Linked DNA regions of Mus musculus: region 1 is linked to region 2. Evidence: chromatin contacts called from public promoter capture Hi-C data. All regions are on one chromosome and are shown on one strand. The core of a region is the stretch at or near the end of the contact, and the rest is flanking DNA. Distances in the headings are between cores, read along the strand shown.

What was found. Promoter capture Hi-C pulls out the DNA fragments that hold promoters and counts their contacts.
Region 1: a contact with region 2 is called in a promoter capture Hi-C map of cranial neural crest. The contact joins the enhancer-like site here to the promoter of 2900060N12Rik in region 2. A contact is called at or near these places in 4 of 39 promoter capture datasets (cranial neural crest, hippocampal neurons, maxillary cranial neural crest and 1 more), 1 of 484 Hi-C or Micro-C datasets (Sertoli cells) and 1 of 115 datasets of contacts at active chromatin or transcription factors (astrocytes).

The regions. Positions count from the first base shown.
Region 1 is chr12:26,393,302-26,396,586 of GRCm38.p6, forward strand. The region is part of intron 2 of Rnf144a (ring finger protein 144A); the gene reads right to left. Among named protein-coding and RNA genes, the nearest start is that of Mir6538, 20 kb to the right of the region's middle. Within about 2 kb of position 1,745, at least 52 of the 459 cell types and tissues checked have an H3K27ac peak or open chromatin away from gene starts, as enhancers often do. A contact at or near this core is called in Sertoli cells, where this site is marked.
Region 2 is chr12:24,829,841-24,833,242 of GRCm38.p6, forward strand. It overlaps 2900060N12Rik (RIKEN cDNA 2900060N12 gene), which reads right to left and starts at 1,477. Exons shown (of 3, transcript NR_166876.1): 1 at 980-1,477. Mboat2 (membrane bound O-acyltransferase domain containing 2) reads left to right here and starts at 1,759. Exons shown (of 13, transcript NM_026037.3): 1 at 1,759-1,934. The coding sequence starts at 1,860.

The DNA.
Region 1 (3,285 bases), core at 495-2,994, 1.6 Mb after region 2:
AGACCTGCTAGACCTTTGCAGTCTCAGTGTCTGTGTATACCTATCTGCCCACATATACATGCACACCCATGCGTATGCACACTTGTGAGTCACAAGTGATACACTAAAGTAAAGCCTCGAATTGTGGGGGAGGTGCTGTTACTTAGAGAGGTCTCTCATGATCTCTGAGGGATGGTAGCAGACTGACTGAAATGGAAGCAGGGCGTAGAGAAGGCTGAGAAGGAACCAGCTCAGCAAGGTGGGTGTGGGAGACTCAGGGGAGTCCTAGCAGCTGTGGTGAGAGGAGACTGATGTGTTGTGAAGTGAGTTTCAGGAGCAACAGACTGCAGAGGAAAAGGGGGAGAGGAGATCGGGGGAGATGCGGTAGGGAAGGAAGAGAAGGGAAGAGAAAGGATCTTGAGTAGGGGAGAGAAGGGGAGAAAGGAAAGAGGAGAGAGGAGGGAGAGAAGGGGGAAGTTAAAGGATAAAGGAGGGGAATCGAAGGGAGAGGAGAGGGGAGGGAAGGAAACGAAGAAGGACCTTGTATCTTTGAAAAGAGAGTCAGAAAGAAGAGGGGAGGAGAAGGAGAAAGGAGGAGGAGGGAAAGGAAAGAGAGGAGAAAAGGCCAAAGATGCTTTCAGGTTTTCATTTTGATCAGTGGAGCACCTGGACTGTGAGTGGCAAAGCACCTGAGAGGATGAAGGCAGGTGGCAAGCCTGAGGTCCCTAAGCTGCTCTGGGGCAGACAGAACAACTCTATGTGTCTGTGATATCATCGGGAGACAGACAAGAACTAATCAGAGGAAAGGACAACAGAAGTCTGCAGGGATGCCTCACTATCTAATGCCAACTCACAGAGACACAAAGCACAGGGTACCAATAGCAATCAGTGAGGCTAAAGCTATGCCCAGTGTCCTTTAGGAAGTCAGGGGATGGGGCAACACCGGGGAGCCCTCACACAGGAGGATCAACACTGACCGGCGATATATCAGCTTTGGGAGCCATTGCAGGAATAAACACTAGAAGATAGAACTGAGGATAGCAAGCTGAATCAATAACATGACGCCATCCTCATGAGAGACAAAGCGATGGCCCTTCATCTGCTGGGATGGAACGCTGTCTAAGACACACCTGGGAATAAAGACAACGTGCCAAACATTTGTATAATAGCATTCCACTCGTGAGCAGGACTGAAGACACAGTTCTTCTAGAGGACACCAGAGAAAAATGAAGACATTTTCCCTTTGCTCCTCTTGAGAATTCTGTACAGCCTTAGATTTTCAGAGGTTAACAATCCCTGGCACGGTAAACTTCAGCCACTACTTACTTTTTTTCTCTGAAAAGGGTCACATACGCCATGTATAACATACCACAAACTATGATTTAAAACCCCACAGGAAGGGCCTAATTCCCTGTACTCTTGGCTCCACAAACAGGGCTTTCTTTCTCTCCTTTTTACTGCCCCCCCCCCACACACACACATGGTATATTGACATTAAGCCTCTGCTCACCTGTTTCTGGCTATCACTACAAAGCAAGTGTAAGAAGAAAGACCCATGTCTCGTTGCACAGGCACACAACAAAAGGGACCCAAAGGGACCTGGCTGCTTCTCCCCAGATCTTCCCATTCCCCAAACAGTCCCAGGACTGTCTTCTCCTCCGTGCCATTGGTCCTGAAAGTCTGGATTCCAAAGCCCAGAGCAGTGGCAGGCAGGGAGGTTCTCACAGTGGCTGAGAGCAGAGGTTTCCACACGTGTGAGCTGCTGGAGTTGAGTATGAATGGGGGTCTTGTCTGGCTTCAATAAAGCACCTCTCTGTTTGTATGCATGCTATACTGAGAGTCTTGTCCATGGAGAAGCCACCCAGCGCTCCTCAGCAATCCCTTTCCTGTTGTCTTGAAGGGACCTATTTAACATTTTCCTTCTCTGCGGTAAATTAGGCAACTGAAGCATTTCTCAAGGCAGGCACGAAGCACACGCATTGGCTCATTGGATATCAATTAATTTTTTTTTAATTCTCTTGCTGAGATGAAAGGCCTCTCTCTGGTTAGCCTGCCATCCTTGCCAATTGAAAGAAATCACTCATAAAAACGAAACTGAGTCTCAAGCTTCAAGCCGCTTACAAAGAACCAATTGATTTACCCAACTGGATGCAGACGCAGGCCCAAAATAAGAATCTTGTTGCTGTCGGGACGTTACATTAGAAAAACTAATTTACTTAGAGTCGTACGACAATAAAACACATTGTGACTTTAAAAAACACAGAGAACAGTTCCCTTGGCGACACATCTTAAAAGGGAATGAGGTGGGTTTGTATGTGCTGAGCAAGGAAAAATTTCTCCAAAGAGCAAGATGTATTATGATTTTATTCAAAACATATGTGTGCTGGGAGAGATGGGGACTCTAACAAGGAGAAGATTCCAATGAAGGAGTTGATGGTTCTGTATCCAAAGACTGAAGGCCTGGGCAGGAAGGAGAAGCACCCGATACCGCGAGATCCTGTACTGTCTGGCTTGTGCATTTATAATGTATTCTATTCGTGGTACACACATAATGTAAGACTGGGTGTTTTAAAGTTTTCGCGTTAATGTGGCAAGTTATTTCACAGGACCATATCATTATGCCACCATCAAAACCAGATCTCAGGGCCAGTGAGAGGGCACAGCTGGTAAAAGCTATCTGCCCAGAAGCCTGATGAACTGGGTTTGATTCCAATCTCACACACATACACGCACATCCGATAAATGGATACATAAATAAATGTCCTTTAGTTTAAAATATACTCCCTCAGATCTCTCACATAGGCCATCAGTCGTTTCTGGCATGCACCAATGGTCTTGCATCTTTGGAACGTTCCTACGATCATAATCTGACCTTTTAAGTTCTTGTTTAAAAACTACAATTGAACTGATAGAGTTGGTGGGCCAGTCCCATAAAGGCCATGAATCACATTTCTCCCAGGCTCTCTGCTTGTCTAATGGCTCTAAATCAGTTATATAGCCAATCCCACAGATGACCGAAGATGAAACTATCCACATAACGAGTACAGAGATAATTACTGCCCACTTAACAGAGCAAAGAGTAATGAGTGAATAAAACCTTTTAAACATCTCACCGATGTAAAGGTGCAAGAGCTATTCTGATGCAACAATGTTAGGCTCAAAACCAGAAGAACGGGGGCATCTCTAGGGTCTCTTACAGTCTAAAAGGTCAATTCTCAAAACCCTGTCTTTAAAATAGCCCAACCTCACAAGGTATCTCTCTGAGCCTTGTGTGACTTAAGTTCTTGCCACCTTCACAGACAGGGA
Region 2 (3,402 bases), core at 227-2,726:
ATCTTATGCTGCCTACTTTAGGTTGCAATATGTTTCTAACACCCACTTTTTAAGGTTTTAAAATGGTATTTTAATTTTTCCCTTCAGTTTATATGTTCAGCCACCTGTACACTTTCTCAACACGTCCCTAAAGGGGGGGGGGGGAGGAGACAGAGACAAAGAGGTCCTCGATCCAAGGTTATATTAATAGAGAGGTCCAGACTTGGGACTATTTTAGGAAGTAGATTATTGGACAGGTTTGATTTCTAATTGGTCCCAGCTAGTTGGAACACAATATTAAGAGTGAAAGATCTCAATTATTTTCTCCCCATCCTCTAAAAGACTACCTTACTAGGACTCAGCTGTTCACCCAGAGAATATTAGCAGCAAGAGACTATCCCAACTAAATTCAATAACCCCCTTTTCAGAGAGAGCTGAGTCCACAGCCAGGTTTCCTGAAGCACTACTTGCCCGCTCTTACTACTGAAGCCTCTAGAGTGGTCCTTGAGGAAGTGCTGTACCTAGTAGTTGATGGCTATTCTGGAGTGGGTGTTAAACCTGAGAATGAAGAGGGCCTTGTCTTTAAGAGGTCAAAACTGGGGCTAAATTAGTTGGATCTCAGGCCCCCCCCCCCCCCACACACTGTTATTTAGCTCTTGGTTAAGTTATGTAATTTTTCTGGAATTCAATTTCCTTGCTAGATTGAGGGTGGTTACAATACCTGCCTCACATGGTTGTTGTGGGGACTCACATAAGTCTACCTTTAAAAGCAGTGTTAGCAGCACATTTAAACCCCCGCCCCCCTTTAAATATTAGTTTCCAAATCCTTGGATTTTGAGAGGACGATGCTGGCATTTTCCAGGTGTTCCCATGGCTAGTTTAAAGGGTAAGAGATCACATTTGTAGGGCTGACACACTAACTGCCCTCCTGGAATGGAGGTGTGGACACAGCAGAATTCACATCTGGCAGAGAGGCTCGCAGGCACGAAGGGATGCTTACCAGCAGCCTTTCCTTTGAGGAGGCGGGGCCTTTACATGCCGGCCGCTGGCTACCCAGGCTTTCCCTCGGGCGCTGCCCAGGTCCGACCTGTTTCCCTCTCAGCTGGATGCGCGGTGAGGGCATCGTCCCAGCGCGGCCGATCAGGCCCAGGTGGGCGGCGGGTGAGGTAGGACCACCCGGCTTTCCGCAAGTTTGGGCAGCCCAGGAGACAAAGGCACTTTCTGCTTTGGGGTTCTTGTAGCGCGTCTCCCTGAAGCTCCCAGCCCCCTACCTTTGTTCCCAACTTCCCCCGGCGCTGCAACTCTTTGTCTGGCCGCCACCCCGAGCCCCTTTGTTGTCCACCGTCACTGCCAGTGAGGGGTGGGGACGGCGCCCACCATTCCTGAGAAAGGAAGTGAGCAGAGGCGGAGGCAAAGCCGCCCTCACACGCCCCCACCAGCTAGCCTGACTCTCGGTCGCCCTCGGGCGACAGCCATGGTCGAGCCTCAGCCCCTCGCTGGGGTCCTCAGCACGGAGGAGGGGCGCGGCGAGGCCAGCGTCCTCTGATTGGCTGTGGGAGTCGGGGCGCCGCGACGCCATTGGACCGCGGAGCTGTCTGGCGCACGAGTGCGCGAGGTGGGGAGGGGGCTCTGGAAGCTGCTGGAAATCGGGCCGCCCGGCGGCGTGAGGGGGCCGCGCGGCTGGGTGGGCGGGGCGCCCAGCAGTGGGCGGGGCCACTAACTCCGCCCACTGCCCCTCCCCGCGCGGCTGCTCCGACCGCGGGCGGCCGAGGGGCGGGCGCGCCGCTGCATCCCCATCCTCGGCGTAGCTCGGCACAGAGCGAGCAAGCAAGCAAGCGGCGCCTGGCCGGAGCGAGCGGACGCAGCGCCGAGGCCCGGCCATGGCCACCACCAGCACCACGGGCTCCACCCTGCTGCAGCCCCTCAGCAACGCCGTGCAACTGCCCATCGATCAGGTACCGGCGTCCGGGGCGTCGTGCCCTGGCCGCCTCTGCCGGCCGCGGTGCCACCCGGGCGGGAGCAGGGTGGGGGCTGGGGCCGGGACCGCCGTGCCCGGCGCCCGGCGGGGCGGGGGCGCGCGGCTGGCCTTGTCCCCTCGGCTGTCGCTCCGGCTGGTGCCTCTGTGCCCACCCAGCCTCCCATCGCCGCCCGGGCGGGGGTGGGCGCGGGCGGAGGCTCGGCGACAGCCCGCCGGGGAGGGCTAGACAGACGTGCGCGCGTGCATGCTGTCGCTGCCGGGCCACCGGGCGTCGGACCCGGGAGTCCCGGGACCGGTGGACCTGGCACTGCTGCGGGTTATCGGGAGACTAAGAATGGTTTGGGTGCCGAGTGCCCAGGACACGGCGTGGATGGACGAGGCTTAAGCTCTTCTGCACTTGGGGACAGTTTGCATTGAAGTGTGGCTCAATAGACGGAGAGGCAACAGTTTGGGGGAAGACAGGTTATGAAGAGAAGTCAACGTGACTTCACGATGCTAGGGTTTCTGGTGAAAAAGTTGCAGCTGTGGATAGGAGCAGCCATCCTACCCCCTCACCCTACCCCCAGAGAAGCTTTTGACACTAGGGAAGGCTGGCATTTAAATGAGGCCAGTCGAATTTGATTGTTTAAAGGGCCTCAGGATTACTGAAATAAACAGCATTGGGATGGAGAAAGCAGCGCCATTTTTATTGAGCAAAGGAACTTTGGAAGTATGTCCTGAGAAAGGTCTGGGAAAGTTGTTGGTGGGGTATGGTTAGATAGCTGGTCTAGCTCCAGTACTGAAGGAAATTGACTTTGGAAATTCAGCCTAACATTATTTCTGATCTGGAGGTGTTTGCACTTCCAAGGGCTATGGGCTCAGCTTGAGTAGCTGCTAGTGGTATCTTAAGGTTTGCATGTAAAACACAAGATTCCTCTCTGGACTTGAGCTGGAGGTGACACCTGAGCTGAACACTGTGTGCTCCAGGCTTTGTGCTTCACTGTTTAAAATAAAATATACTGAGTTACCTCAAAGGAGGGTTAAACCGTCCTGCTCAGTGTTCTGATCTGACTTCTTTCCTTTATTCCTCTCATAACTTTTCGATTAATAGTGAAATACCTGTTCTCCACACAGCTTACACAGCGGTTGTGGTGTGTGTCATGCTAATAGATTATAAGAGTGCCCCAAGTGGAATGATTCCTTTAATTCACAGAATTAGTCTTTGTTTATTAAGTTGATAATAATCAAAGGCTTTGGATACTCTCAGTTCTGTGGAGGAGTCTCACTATTTCCTAAGTGGAATCATGGCACCTGACCTCTAGGTGTGTGTTACACTTCTGACTTCAATAGGTTGTTCCCAGCCTACCAGTGCAGGTAGGGCAGGATCTTCTTGCTAATGAGAAACGTGTGTGTGTGTGTGTGTGTGTGTGTGTGTGTGTGTGTGTGTGTCCTTTACCTTTTTATTC